Linked DNA regions of Mus musculus: regions 1, 2, 3, 4, 5 and 7 are each linked to region 6. Evidence: chromatin contacts called from public HiChIP or PLAC-seq and promoter capture Hi-C data. All regions are on one chromosome and are shown on one strand. The core of a region is the stretch at or near the end of the contact, and the rest is flanking DNA. Distances in the headings are between cores, read along the strand shown.

The links. Promoter capture Hi-C pulls out the DNA fragments that hold promoters and counts their contacts. HiChIP or PLAC-seq counts read pairs in DNA pulled down with a chosen protein or histone mark. Capture Hi-C pulls out chosen DNA fragments and counts their contacts.
Region 1: a contact with region 6 is called in a promoter capture Hi-C map of liver, with 3 times the contacts expected there. The contact joins the promoter of Fxyd4 here to the promoter of Cxcl12 in region 6. A contact is called at or near these places in 8 of 39 promoter capture datasets (3T3-L1-derived adipocytes, the C10 cell line, cranial neural crest and 4 more), 4 of 484 Hi-C or Micro-C datasets (cerebral cortex, large pre-B cells, liver and 1 more), 1 of 115 datasets of contacts at active chromatin or transcription factors (astrocytes) and 4 of 9 other capture datasets (adipose tissue, embryonic stem cells, liver and 1 more).
Region 2: a contact with region 6 is called in a promoter capture Hi-C map of liver, with 4 times the contacts expected there. The contact joins the promoter of Alox5 here to the promoter of Cxcl12 in region 6. A contact is called at or near these places in 5 of 39 promoter capture datasets (the 3T3-L1 cell line, hippocampal neurons, liver and 1 more).
Region 3: an H3K27ac HiChIP or PLAC-seq map of embryonic stem cells shows a contact between it and region 6, with 6 times the contacts expected there. The contact joins the promoter of Zfp239 here to the promoter of Cxcl12 in region 6. A contact is called at or near these places in 5 of 39 promoter capture datasets (cranial neural crest, frontonasal cranial neural crest, maxillary cranial neural crest and 2 more), 1 of 484 Hi-C or Micro-C datasets (forebrain), 10 of 115 datasets of contacts at active chromatin or transcription factors (astrocytes, craniofacial prominence, embryonic forebrain and 6 more) and 1 of 9 other capture datasets (embryonic stem cells).
Region 4: a contact with region 6 is called in a promoter capture Hi-C map of liver, with 3 times the contacts expected there. The contact joins the promoter of Zfand4 here to the promoter of Cxcl12 in region 6. A contact is called at or near these places in 4 of 39 promoter capture datasets (the 3T3-L1 cell line, hippocampal neurons and liver).
Region 5: a promoter capture Hi-C map of 3T3-L1-derived adipocytes shows a contact between it and region 6, with 5 times the contacts expected there. The contact joins the promoter of Marchf8 here to the promoter of Cxcl12 in region 6. A contact is called at or near these places in 9 of 39 promoter capture datasets (the 3T3-L1 cell line, 3T3-L1-derived adipocytes, embryonic stem cells and 4 more).
Region 7: a promoter capture Hi-C map of liver shows a contact between it and region 6, with 3 times the contacts expected there. The contact joins the promoter of Tmcc1 here to the promoter of Cxcl12 in region 6. A contact is called at or near these places in 4 of 39 promoter capture datasets (the 3T3-L1 cell line, hippocampal neurons and liver) and 1 of 9 other capture datasets (pancreatic islet).

The regions. Positions count from the first base shown.
Region 1 is chr6:117,936,068-117,938,857 of GRCm38.p6, forward strand. Fxyd4 (FXYD domain-containing ion transport regulator 4) reads right to left here and starts at 1,268. Exons shown (of 9, transcript NM_033648.1): 1 at 1,224-1,268; 2 at 671-713.
Region 2 is chr6:116,459,923-116,462,968 of GRCm38.p6, forward strand. It overlaps Alox5 (arachidonate 5-lipoxygenase), which reads right to left and starts at 1,256. Exons shown (of 14, transcript NM_009662.2): 1 at 953-1,256. The coding sequence starts at 1,102.
Region 3 is chr6:117,861,592-117,864,596 of GRCm38.p6, forward strand. Zfp239 (zinc finger protein 239) reads left to right here and starts at 1,290. Exons shown (of 4, transcript NM_001001792.2): 1 at 1,290-1,551.
Region 4 is chr6:116,262,911-116,265,610 of GRCm38.p6, forward strand. It overlaps Zfand4 (zinc finger, AN1-type domain 4), which reads left to right and starts at 1,309. Exons shown (of 10, transcript NM_001309446.1): 1 at 1,309-1,402.
Region 5 is chr6:116,336,509-116,339,409 of GRCm38.p6, forward strand. It overlaps Marchf8 (membrane associated ring-CH-type finger 8), which reads left to right and starts at 1,514. Exons shown (of 8, transcript NM_001302383.1): 1 at 1,514-1,707; 2 at 1,878-1,982.
Region 6 is chr6:117,167,039-117,169,828 of GRCm38.p6, forward strand. Cxcl12 (chemokine (C-X-C motif) ligand 12) reads left to right here and starts at 1,497. Exons shown (of 3, transcript NM_021704.3): 1 at 1,497-1,678. The coding sequence starts at 1,618.
Region 7 is chr6:116,191,767-116,194,715 of GRCm38.p6, forward strand. It overlaps Tmcc1 (transmembrane and coiled coil domains 1), which reads right to left and starts at 1,608. Exons shown (of 6, transcript NM_177412.1): 1 at 1,492-1,608.

The DNA.
Region 1 (2,790 bases), core at 18-2,517, 770 kb after region 6:
CGCTTTCCACTTCCCCATACAGATGGTACTAGTGATTACCCGGGTATGTGGATTGCTTAATTCTAGTTACGTGTTCAGAAACAGAACACCCTGGAGTGACCACGTAGGCTTTGCGATCATCTCTTTCACAGAAGGTAGGAATCCACGAAGATAAAACCAAATGCTCCAAGTGAGGTAGGTGTCTGTTCTACGAAGGAGCTAGGCTTTCCCAACCAGGTGTCCAGGCCCTGCCTCTTCCACTTGAAAAGATCTGGGCCTGGAGTAATCCGGTTGAGTCGTAGATTATCTCAGAATTCAACAACAGGGCTGGAGGGTGCAGTTCCAGCCTCCTCTTCTAGAGCCAGGAACTCTGCTCCAAGCAGCCCCAGATCTACTCAGAGCATAGGTACCTGCTAGAAAGGTCTGCTGGTGTGAGAGACATAGCCCCTTTCTCCTGTGAGTAGGTCCTACCCAGGGCCTCATTTACATTGCTTGTGACACCCCTTGTGCAGCTGAGTTTTAGAGAGAAAAAGCCCCAGCCTTTCTTTCTGTATAATGGTAGCTATAGGCTAGTGCCAAGGGTTCAGTTTTGAAGCCTCGGTTACTGTCTACTATACTTAGCTCTGATCTGCTAATGAGATCACAGATCCAGCACCTACTGGCTGGGCTCAGTCTTCTCACATCCACTTACCAGGTGTGTGACTTAGCAGGTAATATCTCTGTGTTTCAGTGTCCTGAAAATTATAACAACCTTGTAAATTATGCAGATGAAATTAAGGGAGCTATGTATGATATGTAAATCCTAAAATATAGACCTAGCCCTGAAAACCTGCTACAGTATATATAAACCACATGGGCTTTTTGCCTTAAGATGGAAAAATGGATTAAAAATCTCCTGGACATGGGAGTTTATAATCTACCAGTCTCTGAAGCTGGTTTTCTTTTGTCCTTCATCAGTTTCTCCTACCCCTTCACACAAAGCCACAGCTCCTGGATTGTCTCATTTTCATTTTACTTCTGCTTCTGTTAAAGGTTGGCCCTTACTTCCCCTAGTCCTGAACTCGCTGCTACACAGTCTTAAAATCAGAACTCTCAAGGCCGGGAGAGGCCATCTCTGTTCTCACAATCCCCAAATAGTTGTTCACTTCTCAGAGTCTTGGAGGCATCCCCTCCCCCTTCCTCAGATGGTCTTTCTGCCACCCCTTCTAAGGAGCACACTTAAGTCCCAGCAAACATCTACTCACCCGGGAGATGACTCGAGCCAGGGGAGTGGTGCAGAGAGGAAGTCTGAGGAGAGCCTAGGTGGGTTCTGCTCTTTAAACCCAGGGGCTCCGCCCTGGGCCACACACCAGCAGTCTGGAGGGAACTGGTCCTACCTCTTATGCTCCCGTAGGCAGCCCTCCCCACCTGCTCTTAAGGCCATAGCTCACTTACCACACCCAGGGTAGAGCCAGTGCTGGGTCCTGGCTCCTTCAAGCTAAGGAATGAGGGAGAGACGGGAAAACTGAGACTACTGGATTTCAGTCCATGCTCCAGAGGAAAAGGGGGCCTCCTCAGTCTACCTAGGTCTTACGAGAAAGCTCCAGGTTTGGAAGGATGGCTTGGAAGGTAAAAGTACTTGTTACCACAACTGACAAGCTGAATCTGAGCCCAGAAACCACAGGGTAGAACGAAAGCTGACTCAGAAGTTATCTCTGATCTCTCTCTCTCTCTCTCTCACACACACATACACACACACACACACACACACACACACACACACACACACTAAAGGCCGCAGGGGTTCAGCCTCCTGGCTTGTGCTGTGTGGAATACCTTGGAGACAGTGAAGTAGATAATAGAGACTGGCAGTCGCACTGTTTTTATTTGAACTCGGTGTTCAGAGAGACGGGGCTGGGTCTGACAGGGAACCATTGGTTCACTTTACCACCTTCTTGCTAAACCTAGACACCCTGTGACTTGAGGAACCTACTTCAGGTGGAATAGGACACTGTCCCAGTCCAGGTAGACTTTTGCCTGCCTCCCACAGAGGGAGGGACATTGCCAGGGACAGGATAGCCTGCTTTGTCCGATGCTGGCCCAAACCATCCTACCATGGACCTTTGGATGATCCTCGAATCTCTTCTCTTTCCCAAGTGAGGGAGACTTGTCCCTGTCTAGAGGTCACTGAAGAAGAGTTGAGGTTGTCTGTCTTAGATAGGTGGGAAAGGGCTGTGAAAGGATTCAACAGTTACTTTCTTTTTAATTTTGTAATTGTGATGTTCTGCCTGCCTTTGCCTCCTGAGTGCTGGGATTAAAGATGTGTAATCGTACCCAGCCCTCAACCAGTTTTCTTACACTACCCGGGACCACCTGGCCAGGGGTGATGTCACCCCGGGTGAGCTAGACCCTACCGAATTGACTATTAATCAAGAAAATGCCTTGCAGATTTGTCTAGAAGTCAATTTTTTTTTTAAGATAGGGTTTCTCTGTATAGCCCTGGCTGTCCTGGAACTCACTCTATAGATCAGGCTGGCCTTGAACTCAGAAATCTGCCTGCCTCTGCCTCCCAAGTGCTGGGATTAAAGAAGTGCGCCACCACTACCCGGCTTAGAAGTCAATTTTATGGTGGCATTTTCTCCATTTCTCCTCAGATATGGAGTCATTTTCTCAATTAAGATTCCCTTTTCCCAGATTTGTCTAGGTTTATGTCAATTTGACAAAAATCAATCGGCACACTTCTCTTAATTACTATATTTTTCAGTCACATCCATTTCCCCTCAAATTTCACTTTTTCTTAAAGCTGAGTAAAATTCCATTGTGTATGTGTCT
Region 2 (3,046 bases), core at 6-2,505, 710 kb before region 6:
TGCCTGTCTATTACAGACTCACTTACTGAGCAAGTCTGATGTACTAGGCACTTAGTGGGTCACTGAAAACCATGACCTGCCTGTGTTAAGAGAAAGTCATGGGGCTAGACTTTACACACCAGCAGCATCCAAACGGAATGGCCTCCCACAGTGCCTGTGGGGCTGCCAGACTCCAAAGTCTGTATTAGGAGGGAAGAAAGGAAATCTTTCTTCCTTTTTTCCTTCAGAAGCTAATACTCAGGGAGGAAGTGTCCTCTTGCACGCACCCTGCTGACAGTCTTTCCAAAGGCTGCTCGGGCCAGACCTTCCTTCCTTTACATTCCTCCACTGGGACTGAGTGCAGGAAATGTAGGGTACCTAAGTGTGGGGGGCAATCCCTGGACTCATTCCTAGCCCCCAAATGGGACTGGGCTCCCTCATGACTCATGGGTAAGATTAAACCTAACCAATTTTTAGTTTGGTAAACGAAGGTCCACAGTAGGGATAGAAGAGTGATTATGCCCAAGTTGACTCCCGATCCTGGATCTCTGACTTACCCTGGACTTACACTGTCTACACAAAATGGCTAGCTGTCGAACAGGGCTTTCTATGCTTTGCAGTGGTACTGGACTCTGGGGCACTAGGACCTCAGAACTCCCGAGGTGAAGGGGCCTCTCACAAATTCTGGGTCCTGTTGGTGAAAGTTTGTGCCATCTCTCACATAAGAGGCCAGCCACATCAGTCCCCCACATTGGAAGTCATTTGTCCCTTAAGATACCCGAGTCATCAGGAAGTCTAGGGTGCCTCGCTTGCCCTGGCATGCACCGACTCTGGCGCTGCATCAGATCCCCAGATGCGCTCACATAGGGTCACGAGCGCGCTGGGACAGACAGTTCTCAGGTGCCTGCCTGTCCTGCCCCGCCGCCCTCCCGCTCTTTGCTGCCAGCCGTCGGTCCCAAGCGCGCATTCTCACCGCGCCCCGTTCGAAGTCATTGTAGAATGCCTTGTCCAGCAGATGCTTCTCGCTACAGCCCGCAGAGCCAATGAGGCTGAGGTAGATGTAGTCGTCGGTGCCCGCGAACCACTGGCTGCCGGTGGCCACGGTGACCGTGTAGGAGGGCATGACTCCGGGCAAGTGAGTGCTGCTGGTGTGGGAGCAGGAGCCCGCGAAGCTCGGCGTGGCAGCCCACCAACTTCTTGACCCTGTCACTCGCGGCAGCTCCCTGCCACAGTGGCCAGCAGCGGGCCAGCCTTGCGCTTGGGTCTGGCTCCACCCTGCGACCGGCCCTGCCTTCAGGCGCTGGCTCCGCCCCTGTCTCTGGCCAGTCCCAGGACCCCACCTTCCAACGCATCCTTCTCTCCTGTGGCACTGGAGGGACAGTGATCTCTGATAGGCTGAAGCCCTTGTTCCTCTGCCCCATCTCTACCTAGCTTTTATCCCTCATGCATTTTTGTTTTCATTAGTCAATTAATCCCTTATTTCTTCCATCTTTATGGCTTCTTGCCTGTTTCAGTGTCCCTCACTGTCAGCTCAAGAACTACCTGTGTCCTCATTCAGTTGCAGCACACAGCGTATGCAATAGTTACACTTAGAGCAGGGGGTCTGAAGCCCACAAGGAGAGTACCTGTAGCTCCACGGTGGACCCCAAGGAAACTTGAATGTTGGTTTCTTCACAAAATGAGTAAACCTTCTCTCTCTGGGCAAGGTACTGGGAGGCGCGGGGTGGGAGCAAACTTGGGGGAAATGGTTAGTGGTACTGGGAACCAGCCTTAGAAAGTAGTGGCCCGAGTGGGCGACTCCTAATCTGCACCTGTGGGACTGTCTGGAACTTTAATGGCATGCTTGCTGAGAGCGGACTTGTGATGGGAAAGGAGGTTGTCTTGTCCGGAGATGGCTTAAGGAGTTGGTTAAGACTGAGAGTCTTAGGGAAGAGTGGGATGCTCTTCAGTGAGAGCCTACCTGTGCATTTTGGGTAAAGGTAGAAAAGAAACCTTAAGGAGAGTGATTGCTGGAAGGTGAGGAGGGCTATCCCACTGTGCTCAGAAAAGCATAACATTGTTGCCATAGAGAGAAGGGAAAGCAGCTGGTCACTAGAAGGTAGGCGGTCAATGCACCCTCCTTAATTTACAGTGGAACAATGGGCAGCATTAATTTGTCTGTAATAAACTGTGCTACTACTTCTTGGTTATTTTTTTCCATTCTGCTTTTCCTGCCCTCCAGTTGATTGGATGGGGCTCACCTAGCAAGTGAGACAATGTATAACAATTAAATCTACAAAATCCTTCGATAATACCCTGCTCATGTTGGATGGAATGACTACATTCCATACATTGGTCATGCCACAGTCTAAGTGAGCTCTCTTCTGAAATTTTGAATCTTCTAATTTCCACAGATCCTTGGCACATTCCCTTCCCTTCTGGGTGGTTTCTCCTGCCTTCCTTCTGTACCTCTAGATCTTGTGCAAACTCCTTCCCAGATGTTGTTTCTTCTGTGAATCTGTTTGCCTCTCTTTGACTGCTACCCTATCACCGCTGCTCACACTTACTGTCACATTGTCATCTGTCCCAAGGGGATCTGCTCTGTCGTCATTTCTCCCATCATATTATGAGCTGCTTGGGGGCTGGGATTGTGTTTTGCTCATATCCTAGTTCAGCACACTGTGAGGTACAGAGAAGCTGGACACAGGCCTTAGTTATTGTTAGTCCTCTGTTATTGGGGAACCTGTAACTTGCCAGGAAAGCAGGTGTTTGTGGTTGGAAAAGCAGAAGGGAAGGGAAGAGAGAGGACCAGCCCTTACTTCCCCTTGCTGGTGGCATGATTACCTGACTCATGCAGCGGCGTGTCTGTGAGAGCCCTGGACCCTCTGCAGTCCAGTGCAATGGCAACAGGATGAACCTGCCCCTTCTCCCTTCAGCCGGACAAAGCAGACCTGGCTTCTGCTGGCCAAGGAAGTGACTGAAAACGTATCTGAGTAGTCACTTTCCTCTACAGGTGTGGACCACACCTAATTTTAGACAGCTTAAAAAAAAATACAGAGAATCACAGTCAGACATTCCGCAGAAAGTG
Region 3 (3,005 bases), core at 40-2,539, 690 kb after region 6:
TAAAACGATCGGCCTTTCCTAGCCCCATTCTGTTACTAGTTTCTGCTATGAAATACCTAAGACCCTCTGGGCAGAACAAAGTTCAGTACTCTGGTAACTGTTAACAGTGTGTCCAGGGACCTGGAGAGATGGCTTAGTAGTTAAGAGCACTGACTGCTCTTCCAAAGGTTTAATTCCCAGCAACCACATGGTGACTCACAACCATCCATAATGAGATCTGAATCCCTCTTCTAGAGTGTCTGAAGATAGCTACAGTGTAATCCTATAATAAATAATTAAATCTTTATAAAACAAAACAAAACAGTGTGTCCAACCTTCTGTGACACACCACTGTCCTTTACAAAGGCCACATTCAGAAGAACAATCGGGCTGTTCTGGTTAGGGTGCCTGTCAGCCAATCCTGCCAGACTGCGATCAATCCCCAGGATCCACGGAGAAGAAGGAAGGAGGTGACTCCTGCAAGTTGTCCTCGGATGGCCACACCCACGGGGGAAGGGCTTACACACACAGAGGGAAATATATGAACAAAAGATATTTGTAAAAAGAAGTCTCAAGTCTGAGGTTTAAGAGTTTTGTGATGGGCTTTCACAACGTTCCTGGGGACCATGTGGGCTACAGATTGGATGTTAATGTCACAGGTTTACCTAGAGATCCTTTTGGGAGACGACTGCACACTCAGAAAACACTCTGAAATCCTGTTGGTAAGTGAAACTTAGCGACATTTAATACTATTGATTCCTTAGAATTTCGTTGACATTTTCTTTCAGATTTAATGGCATCAATTTCTGGAGGGGTGGCTATTTTATGATTAAAATTATTTTTTGGGTTTGGAAGTTCACTGATCTATTAAGTCAACCTTATGATCCAGTTTTTAGTTCTTTATATCCAAATACATTATTGTTGATTCTTAAAAATATTCTGTTTTTAAGTTTGTGTGTGTGTAGGTTTGTACACATGAACACATTGTACATGAACACAGGCGCCTGAGTCCAGAAGAGGGTGTAGGGATCACTGGAGTTAGAATTACAGGCGTTGGTGACCTGCGCAATAAATATCTGGAGACTGTACTCCAAAGATAAGAGCATGGAGTAACCAGTGATCGATTCTTTTCTTTCTTTTTTAAATTTCGACACGGGCTTCTCGAACTCACAAACCTCCTTCCTCGGCCCTAGTGATGAGATTACATGCTGTGAATACATATACCACACTATTCACTTAAAGTGGTTATTAACAGCTTCAGAATATTTTTAAGGCTGAAGACAATTTTATAATGATTTTTTACCCTCTAGCATCATCATAACAAGTAAAAGACACCTTGGGGGAGTATTTTAAAACTGTATGTGTCTGCAACGAAAAGAGTGCACAACAACTTGAACTATTCAGGGCCAACCACAACCTCAAACTGGGGGCTCACAAGAGTGAGCCCATCGTCGCCGGAAGTGAGCTCGGAAGTAGCGCTTTCCTGCCCGCAGCCTTCTGGGACTTGTAGTTCGAATCCTCGATGATGCTCGGGAGTCCTGCGTTACCAGGTGTGGGTTCTACCTACAAGAGGTGAGCAGAGCTGGGCTGCCCCAGGGGTGGGCAGCGGTGTCCTGGTCCAAACTAGGGGGCATTACCACTCGGAGCCAGGCTCCGAGGCTGGGAAGGCTCCTTGCGGCTGCGATCCCACGTGCTAGCAGCCACGGTAACCCCCAAACCCCCAGTAACACCCCGTGCACCAGGCCACCCTCACGGAGGGCCAGGCCCCTGCAGCAGAGCAAACCGCAGCTCCGTAGACACCCTCCTCTTGCTTGACCAAGTTCTGACCTGGGTGGGTCCAATGATGATGTTGCTGGACATCAGGAGACCATGAGAGAGGCTCCTAGAAGAGACCCCTAAGAGTACTAAGGTTTCCGCTGCACAGCCCTCCCCTCTGCGACCTAGAAACCAGTCAGATTTCTGAGAGGACGGTCTGGCAAGGGATACTGGGTAGCTGTAATGCACGCAGTGAGAAGATGCACAGAACCTGAGAACACCCACTCCAGAACTTCAGTATTGAAATAGGTTGGTCTGAGGAGATGGGCATGTCAGAACTACCCTAGGCAGAATCTGCCCCTCCCTGAAAATATGACCATGCTTCAGGTGACTTGCAGTTTCTTTCACCAAAAATGCCTCATCTCTGAGCTAGATACAGCTTTTCTTTCTTAGAACAAACTAGGAAATCAGCATTGAGTATTTGCCTAGAGTGAGGTCCTTGTGGTCTTTCTCTTTATTGCCAAGCTTCATTGTGAGATTGGTATTTTATACAAGGGAACGAGAGCATTTGGGACCTTACAATATGTATCTAGCAAACGGTATCAACTGGTTCAGCATTGGGTCTGCTGACCCGGAAGTTCTATGTTAATTCTCACTACACTGCCTTGCCACCTTGTGAAGTACTCAAAACATCCAACCAAGCTCTTCTGAAAGGCTCTATGGAGCATTTTCTCCCTGTAGTCTGGAAGTCGGCTCTCCTATCGTACATTTCACTCGGTGTATGTTCCACGAGTTACTCTTCGTTGTTAAGACCAAAATATCTTGGGTAATGAGTTTGTAAAGAGCAAAGATTTGTCTGCTCAAAGTTCCATCGTTTTAGTCTGTCATTACTTGACTCAGTTTTGGACCTATGAAACAGAGTTTGGTTCACCTCATGTGGGAAAGACCTGGATCCCAATATCACTTTAAGGGTGCATCCCCAGTGACCTACATTCTTCCTACTAGGTCCTACCTCCTAAGGATTTGACCTCCTTACGTGAGATCAAAACTGTAGCTTGTTGGAGATCATTCCAAGTTAGTATATGCCCAGTCTAATGCTAAGTAGGAAAAAAAAAGAATATAAACTGAAGCTTTTCATCAAAGAACTCATGTTCTTGGTGAGCAGATTATATGTAGCCATCATACATATGATGATTAATCTTGACTGATAATTGAACTGAGAGATTCCTAGGAATTAGTGAAGCACACTTCTTCCTGAGTCTCTAAAGGTG
Region 4 (2,700 bases), core at 59-2,558, 900 kb before region 6:
ATCTTGTAAGGGGAACTGTGGTCCTCTGTTGTCTTAATAATGTGCAGAAAGTTTTATTGGAACACAGCCTCCATCATGGCTACATTATCTGGCTACCCCAGTCAGAATTCAGAAGTGACAGGAAATGGGATTTTTTATCTGTAGGCAAAAATTTGCCTCTCATAGCTTTTGTTTCCTCCTTTGTAAATGGTTTCAGTACTAAAATTGCAAGATTGTTGTTGAGAATAGACCTTTTTGTCTGCCCTTTAAAATGGTAGGTTATGACTGGTGATGTATGGTTTGATGAGGTTATGAAATGTTAAGCTAAAAAAATAAAATTTAAGCGCATCCACTGGATGCTAGAGCACGTGAGTGCTGTGAGTGATCACGATGTCCTGCGCAGGCACTGTCCTCCTAGGCTCTGTTCATGTTACCATCATGGCTCTGGCCTCAATAGAGTTGGAAGTTATCAGCCCAGTCATGGGCTGAGTTTAAGAGCAAGAGGCTGACAAAAGGCCTCACCATACCATCTACCTCAGTCCCGAGGAGTTGAAACTGTGGAGACTAGTGGCTCAGGTCTCGGAGGATAATGAGAGGGTGGGAGAAGACTGATCAGGGCCAGGGTTCTTTTGCAAGTTGACTATGAGGGAGCGCTTTCATGGTCCTCTGCAGTCCTCCTGGTAAAACACTTGAGTTGAACCTCCTATGAAGGAACCGAAGCAGCAGGGGCCCAACCTAGTTGGAAGGCATGTGTAGTCAGAAAGCCAGTCAGTTTATATCCCACTTCAGCTCGGTGCACAGCAAAAGTAGGACGGGATCTGAGCTCAGGTTGAGACTGTTTGACCTATAATCTTCAAATAGTTGCTCAAATGCAAAAGGCATATAGAAATGTTCCCATTTTACAGATGACACAACTGAGTCAGAAATGTTAGGAGAACGTGGAGTACAAGAAAAGGGTGACTAGCATGGACATCCTTTTAAGTGTCCTAGGCCATGAGTAAATAACAAATGCCAAAGACCCTCCTATCCCCAAAGAACCTTAGAAGTGCCCCAGCCACTCTGGTGCCGGCTCTTCCCAGACGCTGTGCCCCGTCTCCAGTCTCCTACCCTGCCCTAGACGGGTCCTGCAACCAGTTATAAAGAGTCAACATACGGGCCAGTTCTAACCGACAACCCTTCCTGAAAGCCCGTGCGACCCCGGCGTCCGAGCAACCGCCAGCCGCGGAAGACTAGGCCCCGCCCCTCGCGAGCTGATTGGAGGGCGTCGGCAGCGCTGATCGGCGATTGGTGAGCGGTGTCACAAAGGGCGGGACCGGAGCTTCGCGGGCCAGCGTAGGCCGGCGTCTCGGGCGCGCGAACTCCTATCCGCCTGCGGGCAGGCGAGCGAGCGAGCGGGCGGACGCGACCACCGGAGGGCGAGCGGGTGAGGGGCGCGGCGGGGCGGGGCGCGGCGCGGCCCGGAGGGAGGGCGGGTGGTGGAAGGGCCTGCTGCGTCTTCGCTGCCCCGGTGCGCCCGCCTCAGCTGCAGCCTGGTCACACCCGTGCTTCTCTGCCTACGGACTCACGGACAAATTGGTCGTACCCGTGGCTCGGGGTGCTGCTGACCCGACTTTGGGTCTGAGTGTGGTCCCTGCTGGTTGTGGCCCCAGGGCAGCACCCCCGCACTTGTGCATCGCTCCTAGGCCAGAGTGTGGTTCTAATCTGTAGCTCGATTTTCACACATCTGTAAAAGGACAAGAGTCACCTTTTTAAAAGGCTGCAACATATTGTGGGTATATTTATGTTGGGGGGAAAAATTAAAAACTAACTCGTCGTGTGACTAAGTTCCTGTGGACGAGAAGGAAGCAAAGGCCAAGGTACTGAAATTACCCCTTGAGTGCAGTTATTGCCGCTTTTGTTGGTTGGTTTTAGACATTTCAAAAGATGAAAGAAATGTTGGAAATTCACTTTGATTTTTCTCTAACAGTTTTCAAGATAAATTAGCAATTTAATCATCGTTTTATTTACTTATATTATTAAACATCACTATACGTTTTTATTGTCAATTGGTTTTCCAGTGCTCATTCATGCATACCACGGGCCACTTTGAGGATGCTTGCAGGCCTCAATGGACCCAGTTTTAGTACGCTAGGTCATTGGCCCACTTGAGCTTCCACTAGGCCATGTAATATTCTGCTGTGGTTTAGCCGGCCAGCACAACCTTTTGTCTTGTTACATTAATTTCCTTTGCTGAGAAGTATGACACAGCCGGGCGTGGTGGCGCACACCTTTAATCCCAGCACTCGGGAGGCAGAGGCAGGCGGATTTCTGAGTTCGAGGCCAGCCTGGTCTACAAAGTGAGTTCCAGGACAGCCAGGGCTGGACAGCCAGGGCTATACAGAGAAACCCTGTCTCGAAAAAAACAAAAACAAAAACCCAACCAACCAACCAAACAAAAAAGTATGCAACACAATTGCTTTCAGATATGGTCACCACCCTCGGTTCTTTTTGTGTATTGGAAATTATGCCACTAACTGGGACCAAACTTCATTTGGGAGTTCTTGTACCACTGATGATGCACCTACTGCTGTGCTGATTTTCTTCTACTTATAGGCACGTTAGTCTCATTTCAGATCTGTGCATTGAAGGATTACATGTTGCCTATGCGTATTTCACTATAATGCTGTTTTTTTTTTCTTTTTCTTCTTATAATGCTGTTGTTTTGTTTTGTTTTTGTGAAAT
Region 5 (2,901 bases), core at 264-2,763, 830 kb before region 6:
CCCGTAACTGATAAACGTGTGCTTAAGCATTTGAAGAGTTGAGTGTGACTAGTTGTAGGGTAACATTGGCCCCCTGGCTCATGCCTCACTTGGCATCCCCTGATCTACAGTCTAGGAGGGAAGTCATCCCCTTTAGCACAGACAGGAGGATTTTTACCAAAGGCCACGAGGCTTCTTGCATTGAGCAAATGGTCACCTCAAAGCAACTGCTTTTTTTCTTTATTTTAGCAGCTTTACCTTCTAAGTACAGAGGTTTCTTCCCACTTCCTGTTTGTTCCCTTGTTTGGACAGATGCAAGATTTTGGTCTCAGGACTCAGAGCTTTGTTTTAGATGAAGAGAGGCTTCAGAAATCTCTTGGGTAGGGAATCCTTGTGTTAGGAGACTCTAGCTTTGCCTAAATAATATTTCCAGCTCCACAACTACTCAGACACTTCTAGAACTTGGAAATCTTTGTCACTTCGGATGGCAGGCTCCCACACCCCCAAATCACTTAATTGACTCTTCTTGCCCATGTACGACACTAATGGAAGTTTAGTCCTGCCTTATAGGAAAGCCTGCCACCAGGGCAGGAGGATTCTCTCAGGTTGTAGCTGCTGCTTCCCACAGCAAAAATCTGCACGAAAAAAATTCACCATTCCATCTTCTAGATGAATGTTGCTTTCAAGGTGATCTACAGGAATGGACCCATTTTTTGCTTTGCTACATGGATCCAGATGTTTTGTCTCCTGACAGTTTGCTCTCTAAACAGCATAGTATGCAAACTGACCAGCATATTTGAGTATGCTGAGTAACCTGATTAGCTAAACCAACAGACTTACTTCTAGACAATAGAAAATCGTGGAGTACTGCAGGGATTGCCTTACAAATCTCTCATGAATTTAAAAAAAAATACCTTGAATGTACCGTGTAATAAAGATTATTGGATAAATAAAACTGCCAGTGGCCAAAACCTCTCCTTCTGTAAGATGTGACTTAGGAAAATTAGAATGTCAAGAAATTGTAAAAGTTAGGAATGATAGCTTCTGAGAGAATCTTTGGGTCCAACCAACAGTACTGTGGTGGGGACAAGTCACAACACCAGTGTACAGGTATAATCAGGGATGAGTTTAATGTAGACAAAGTAGAGTCAAATACGTCTTGTCTACATGGACAGAAATATCCTCATAAAAATTATGAATACCATATTTACATATCCATACCATATACACTCAGAGTCTCTCTAGGTTAGGGAGTGAGAGAAAAAACAAAACAAAAAACCCTGCTCGTCCATACACACAAACGTTTTACCGCGTAGTTCTCGCTCCCACTTCATTTGCTAGCGCACCGGAAGGTTTACCTTTCTCTACACTGAGAAGGTGAAGCCGGGCGGAGTCTACCAGCAGCCTCACCCAGCGCCAGTCTACCAGGCGGCCGCCGCCGCTACCCCGCCTTCCCAGCGCCCCAGGTCGCCAAAGCAACGCTTTTAGCCTGAGGCGCGGCGGGGCACGTGACCGGCGCGTCACGTGACCGGTCAGTCGGCGTCCTCTCGCTGGGTGGTGTAGGCTGCGCGCTGACCCAGCGGCCCTGCTGCGTCCGGCCCGGGTCATGCAGGAAGCGGGCCGCGCGTGGAGCTCCGCGCCCACCTGAGCTGCTCGCGCCGAGGTGCGGCGTGGCGGGGCCGCGCGCTCCGGGCCACCAGGGGTGTGGCCGCTGGGAGGCCGCGACAGGTGGGTGCGCGGAGGTCTCGGGCCGGGGAGAGGCCGCGTGCTGCGGGGCGGGGTCCGGTCACCCTATCGGCGGGCGGCCGAAGGTCTCGGGCTCTCTCAGGTGAAGTCCTGCCCGGGCTGGGCTGTGAGGGCGCGCACCGGGCAACCCTCCCTCCCTGCCTCTGCTTCAGTCTCCGCGTCCGTCCGAGATGGAAGTGTGGATTCCTGGTGTCTGAGTGCCTGACGTGGCGTCTGGACGGTGCTGCTCTAGTAGAAGCGCTGGAGGCAAAGCGTAGGTAGGCTGCTTTACATTTTAATCGCCGCCCATTTGCTCGTCTTTAAAAATGTTTTTTTTTTTTTTTTGGACTCCTTCATCTGAGTCAAGTTTTTTTAAATAGGGAATTTATTAGGGGAGGATTATAATGGCTCACGTTCTTCTCACGTATCTTTAACGCAGCTAAACCTCCCTTAAAAAGAAAACACGCTTCTCTGAAAGCCCATTTGAAAAAAAAAAAAAAAAAAAAAACAACAACAAAGGAAGAAAGAAAGCCAGCCCTTTTCTGCTTCTTTGTCTCCCCCACGTAAAGACACACAGTGGTCATACAGCTGTCAAGATTTATTATGAAGTGGTTTTTTTTTTTTTTTTTTGTCGTTTTATGTTTTTGTTAATTTGATGATGTCTCAAGATACGTATGAAGTATGGCCCTTCCCATTATTTTTTTTTTTCTTTATTTTGTTCGATTATATGTTATGCAATTAGAGAAATAATAAATATATAACTTATCTCTTGGAAAAAACAGCAGTATTTCTGATCAGCCCCAGGAGGGACTGCAATCGTGCTTCTATATAGTAGACTTCACATGTACTTGCTTGGTTAGTTACTCAAAATGGGAGTGGAATACTTCATTTAGAATACTCAAATCACGTGCTGTGAAAAAGAATGTATGAACTATACATGGAATGATGTGGACACTTTTTTTTTTAAAAACTAAATGTTGAAAATCTGAAGCAAGAAAATTTTGCATTTTGAGAGATTCAGTGTGTGAGACCCTATGTTCAATAAAATCAAACGAAATATCCTGTTGGATGCAGTGAATGAGGGTATGCAGAGTGTGAAATTACTGAGGAAGTTAAAATAAAGAGCCATGTGTACTTTCCTAACTTCTTGTTTCTGGAGACTTTATTGATAAGAGATGTACTGAACTTTGATGTTAG
Region 6 (2,790 bases), core at 247-2,746:
ACAGGGCCAGCAAGTTCAGAGTTTAGCATACTGAACGCTCAGGATAGCGCAAAAGCCGGTAGAAATGGATGGCTGCCTTCTCTGAAATGCTACTTTTTAAACACAGGGACCAGGTCGGCGCGGTTCCAGATTTGAAGCTGAGTCCCTAAAGTGTGTCTGACAAATGAATGGATGCAAAGTGCTTAGCGGAATTGTTTAAGATACTCTCATGGCTGGAACATTTTCCTCTTGACCTTCTCCACCCTTCTTTAGTCCCTAGGTGGAGCCCCAGGCCCAAAGGTCCTGGCCACTGCTTCACAAATATGATTCCCAGATTGCCCTGAGACAGAGGCAAGTCTCTGTTGTGCACTCCCTTGGGTGAACATGATAACAGAATCCAAATCGCTAATTGGCTATGTGGGAAAAGTGGTCGAAGCATGGCCAACACTGCCTGTGGCAGTGGAAGGTCCAAAGGACGCTGCCCAAAGCCTCTAGCCCTCCAAGATTCAGTCTGCCCCCTCCCCCGTGTCTCCCCACACCCGGGTTGGGGTTGTTTTGGTTGACCAGAGTGGAACACAACGATCTATTGGCAGGGCTGAACACCAATGGGTCTATTTGTAAAGCGCCAATGACCACTTTCTGAAGCAGGGTTTTAGGGAGCGGGGCCTTAGGGAACTCTTTGGTCCTTTTTAGAACACTGGACTTTCTTCTGGAAAGGCAGGAAACACTGAAGTTTAAGAAGTTGTTTCCAGCTTCCATTAACTGAACACACATTAAAACCAAGCACAGAGAATCAGGACGTTTCGCGGGAGTGAGACCCAGTCATTTCTCCTCCGTTTCCATTCTGCAGGGTGAGAGTTGTAATCACCCACCCACTATTCGTACCATCCACCCACCCCCAGTCGAGAGAATAGGGGTACAGAGGGGAGGTGGCAAAGAAAATTCACGATACTGAGTATCTCTGGGAGACCTGTTTGGTCTCTTTGCTCGGTAGCGCAGCCCTACGTTAGAATGCATCTTCCCGGGAATGACTGTAGTGAGACTTTGGCTGGGAATCCAAGTTATTCTAACTGTAGATTGGTCCACGTTGCCCTAAGCCTAGCAGTCCACTGCGGCACAGACACCCTGGACATGAGGTGGGTCAGCTTAAGTTCCTGGCACGAAAGAAAGGGTACTCTGGCAACTTTTGGATGCGGCGAAACAGACTGTTTCGTCTCTCAGGTTCTTATTTCACGGCTTGTGCCTTTGACAGCCCCTTAGTTTCTCTATCTGCAGGATGGGAGCATTAAGCTCTACGACCCAGCCTCTTTACAATTCAGGTCCAAAGAGCCCGCCCAAGTTGGGGACTGGGAAGATCAAAGGTCTCAGCACCCAGCGGAGCCGCGGACACTGAGGGCGCCAAGAAGGGGGTGGGTAGGTAGGGAACTGGAAGGGCGGCTGCTCCGCAGGGGATGCGCGTCAGAGACCCCAGCCACACTCCAGGCCCGCCCCTTGATGAGCCCCGCCCCGCCCCGCCTGGTTTTCGCCTCTAAAGCGCCCAGCGCTCGCCTCCCGCTGCCGCACTTTCACTCTCGGTCCACCTCGGTGTCCTCTTGCTGTCCAGCTCTGCAGCCTCCGGCGCGCCCTCCCGCCCACGCCATGGACGCCAAGGTCGTCGCCGTGCTGGCCCTGGTGCTGGCCGCGCTCTGCATCAGTGACGGTGAGTGCAATCCGCGGCCGGGCCCGGGAAAGGCTCGCAGCTCTGCGCCGGAGCTCCTTCGGGTCCGCGGTTCCTCTGCCCGCGCCGAAGTCGCGGAGAAAGAACTCGGTCGGCGCCGTTCACTACAAGCGAACTTGGGGCAGTCCACTTTGCAGGGCGCACTCCCACCGGGTGCCCTTTCCCGTGTCCCACGGGTCGCACCGAGGTTTTGTGCTCTGCGAAGTGCGGCCATAGGACCTAGAGAGGGCTGCAGGGGAGGACCCGCAGGATTGTTGGGCAAGAGTGGGTTCGGCGCGGAATGGAAGCGTGGGCGATTGTGTCCGGGGCTTGGGCCCCGGAGCGCGCCAGCTGCACTCAGCTAGTGTCTACCGGCGCCCAGATGTTTCCAGAGGCGAAGGGCAGCGCGGTCCCGGAGTTGACCGTGCAAGAGGTTCACTCGGGTGGTGCGTGTGTCAGCAAACTCTCAAAGACCGGTCAAGTAGCTCGAAGTGCATGGCTTGGCTATAGGTTCAGTGGTGAGGCTGAGTTTCGTCCCCTGCGGGTGTAGCGTGTTCTCTTACAGCACCCTCGAGGGGCTCAGGGCCACCAGCAGCGCAGCGCAGCTCTTGAACTCGCGCTGCCAGCCAGGGCCGCGCTTCTGCACAGTTCGTTGGTCCGTAGCGACGCGGACCTGAGCACGCGTCTCTTCACTGCCCCTTTTTCTTCTTACCCGGGTCACTAGACAAAGGCTCAGCAGTTACCCAAGCTATATGCACACCTCTCCCCAACCCCCAAACACACCTGCAAACGGGCGCTTTTGTAGCCAGCCCCGGAGTCCTCAGCTCTGGAATGAGAGCTGCAGCGGAGTTCAGTCTCCCAGACCCAGGGTGGTGTCTTCTTTCACTGGGAAAGGGCTTTCATTTTGTTTTCTTTTTTTGACACTGAAGAGAAAACTCTCAGCGCTGTTACAAGACACCGTTGCTGCAAAACAAAACAAACCATTGCCTCTGAACACAAAACAAAATCCTACTAGTCGATCCCCTGCCTTCCTCCGCAGTGGTGTTTCCTGGAGAGAACTGAGGGACAGTCGGGGCTCTTGGTGAGACTGAGCTCTAAATGCTGCCCAAGTACAC
Region 7 (2,949 bases), core at 358-2,857, 980 kb before region 6:
GTCTTTAATAAGCGTCCATAATGACAAGATATCTAGATCATGTGCTAATGAATTTTTAATATCTAGAATTTTCCTATGGGGCTCATCAACTATCTAGTCTGTAAGCAGATGAGAATTCTTTAGAAATTAAAAGGTTACCACCCACAAACCAGAAGCAGCTTTTTAATCTTTCTCTACTAGCCAGAGAGTGGGTGTGTAAGTTCAAAAAACACAACCAATTCTGTTGGTGGAGGGCAAGGTACTGTTGATCTAAAATCCCACCTCTAAGTATCTCTGTTACGAGACACTGATAAAACTACCACCCACTCACAATTTCAGTCTCAATCTGTAAATGAAAGTTGGGGGGTAAGACCCCAGGTCCTGGAGGATTTTATATCTTACCATTTCTATTAAGGTTTTCCTCCAAGCTTTGTGACAATTTCTTTATGCAAATTCTATACACTCAAAGACAAAGGTTTAGTTTAATTTCTAAAATTTAAGATACAGGACAGGGAGAGGAACAAATCAAACTTGTGCTATATTCTAAAGTTGTTACCTGCTTTTTCAATCTTGGGGTTTTTACTGTGTTTGTTTTCTTTCTATTTTTCTTTTTTCCTTAAAAGAAAAGCCAATTTAGGAATTCCAGGGACGCATGTGCACATGGATCTTTTGACAACTATGTCAGGCTATGACAACAACCATTTTAGAAGGGGTGCATGGTAGTCGTTTTTTTTTTTTTTCCAATAAAACCTAAGCCTGGACATTGGTTATGATCTATGAAGACTAAGGTAAAACGTGACACCAGAGCACAGAGAGATATTCTCCAAGAGCTCAAGTGGGCTACCTCCAGAAGCCCCAGCAGCAGATCCAGTAGGGGAACCTCCATCAACGCTGTCCAGGGATGGAGTGGGACAGACACTGAATCACTGGACCAACACCGTCCACACTTTGGCTGAGGCTGAAATCTCAGGTTTTGTAGCGAAATGCATCTCACTGCGGGCCCCCTGCTCTCCACAAAAAGGGTTAATAAAGGGCATCCTAACCACCTAGACTCCCATCTCACCTATTCTTCGCAGGACAGCGGGTTTCCTCCTCCAAGTTAAACCACGAGTTCAAAATCAAAACAAAAGGTGCAAGACTGGTTTCAGGTGGCAAGGGCTGACTTTCGGTGGCCAACTTATGGGTACCGCAGGGCCGGACGAGGGAGGACTCTCAGACCTCGGCTAGCCAGGAGGCCTTGGGCCTGGGCGCGAGTCCTCACACGCCCCTCGCTCAGCTCTGCCCAAAGGAGAGCGGGGGAGAGTGCCCGAGCGGGGGCGGGGGCGGGGGTTGTCCCAATGACAGGCAGAAGGCCCGGAGACGCGGGGTCCGGCCGGAGGCCCGGGGCTTCGGCGCCGCCAGAGCGACCAGAGGTCCGATCCGCGCCAGGCCTCGAGGAGGCCCCGCGACCGCGACGGGCCGCGCTAAAGAGATCGCCCGTCCCCACCCACGGCCTGGGCCAGTCCTACTCACCGGTGGAGAGACGACGGACAGCCGGCGTCTCCGCCAGCGCCGCGGCTCGGTCTCCAGCGCCGGCTCCTGCAGCTGCCGCCGCCGCGCCCGGTCCATCCCCACCCCGACCACCCCCCCCTCCCGGCCCGCCCCCCGCGCCGCCTCAGCCGCTGCCGCCGCCGCCTCCGCCGCCGCTGCCACGGCCCCGGCGCGCGAGCGCGAACCAGCGCGAGGGAACGACAGCTAGAACGAGAACGCGCACCCCGTCGCCACAGCCGCCCACAACCTCCGCCTCCCGCCGACAGCGCATGCGCAAGGCGGTGCCGAGCGGGACCGCGCACGCCGTGGGGGCGTGACCCGACCCAGAGGTGTAGCCACGCCTCAGGCCCACCCCCCCACGCGGGCGCAGGTCAAGTAAGCGGAGGCGCTGCAGGTGGTGCGGCATCCTCCGCCAGAGTTTTTCCTGACCGTTCCTGCAGTTCAGACGCTGAAGCATTTCAGCATCTCGGCTCTTCGACTCCTCGGCTTGTCGTTCTTTAGCCTCTCAACCCCTCGGACCGTGGGCTCTTCAGCTTCTCGGCTCTTCCACCTCTGGACCCCACGTATCCTCAGCCCCTTTCTCTGCTTTTCGGGTGCCCTCAGAGCCTCAGTAACTCAGGCCAGCTGTCCTGCTAAACAGGCTAAAGCTAATTTCTGGGACCCACTCCTCCGAGTCGCACAATTCTCTCTACCTTGACTCCCAGGGCCTTCCAACTAGGGACTGGCTTTAGGTCAATGACAAAACCCCTAGTAGCTCATCTCTTTAATTATCGGGATGTCTCTAACTCAGTCGTCCGTCACTAAGATGGCAAAGCTTCTTCCGGTATTGGAGGATCTGTGAGTGGAAAACGGTAATAAACAGAGTCCATTGGCTCGTGAAGTTTGAAAGCTGATGGAGACCAAATGGGCGAAATGTAGTTGGGGATGATGGAGCTACAGTCCAATTTAACAATCCTTAAGTTGCAAAGAGTGCACTGGGGTGAGGACACGGCCTGGCCAGAAGGGGAGCTAAGGGGCTACTGGTCAGGGTGCTGCAGTCAGGACCTAGACTGCACGTGAAAAGAGGTAGATAAAAAAGGTTTGGGACTTCTGAGAGTTTCAGGAAGCCTTTGAGCTTTTCTTCAGCCGTGGTTGCAGGGCTAGGAACTTGATTATTATGTCTGATTTTAAATTATTATGCAGCCATGTGAAAAGTGGCCTGGGTGAGGGAGGTCATTCAGGAAGCAACTGGCAAGATGGTGAAAGCAAGGACGCAGTGTGCTCATAGAGAAAAACATTGGGAGTAAAATGGATATACATTTTGATAAATTAAAGGAAAGGTGAAGGAGAAGGAGGTGGCAGGGTTGACTCAGATTGGAGGGTGGTGAGGATGAGCTTGCACATGTAAGGGGCAGCATGAATAAAGCCACCAAGGAAAATGATCAGAAAATGAAGGCTAAG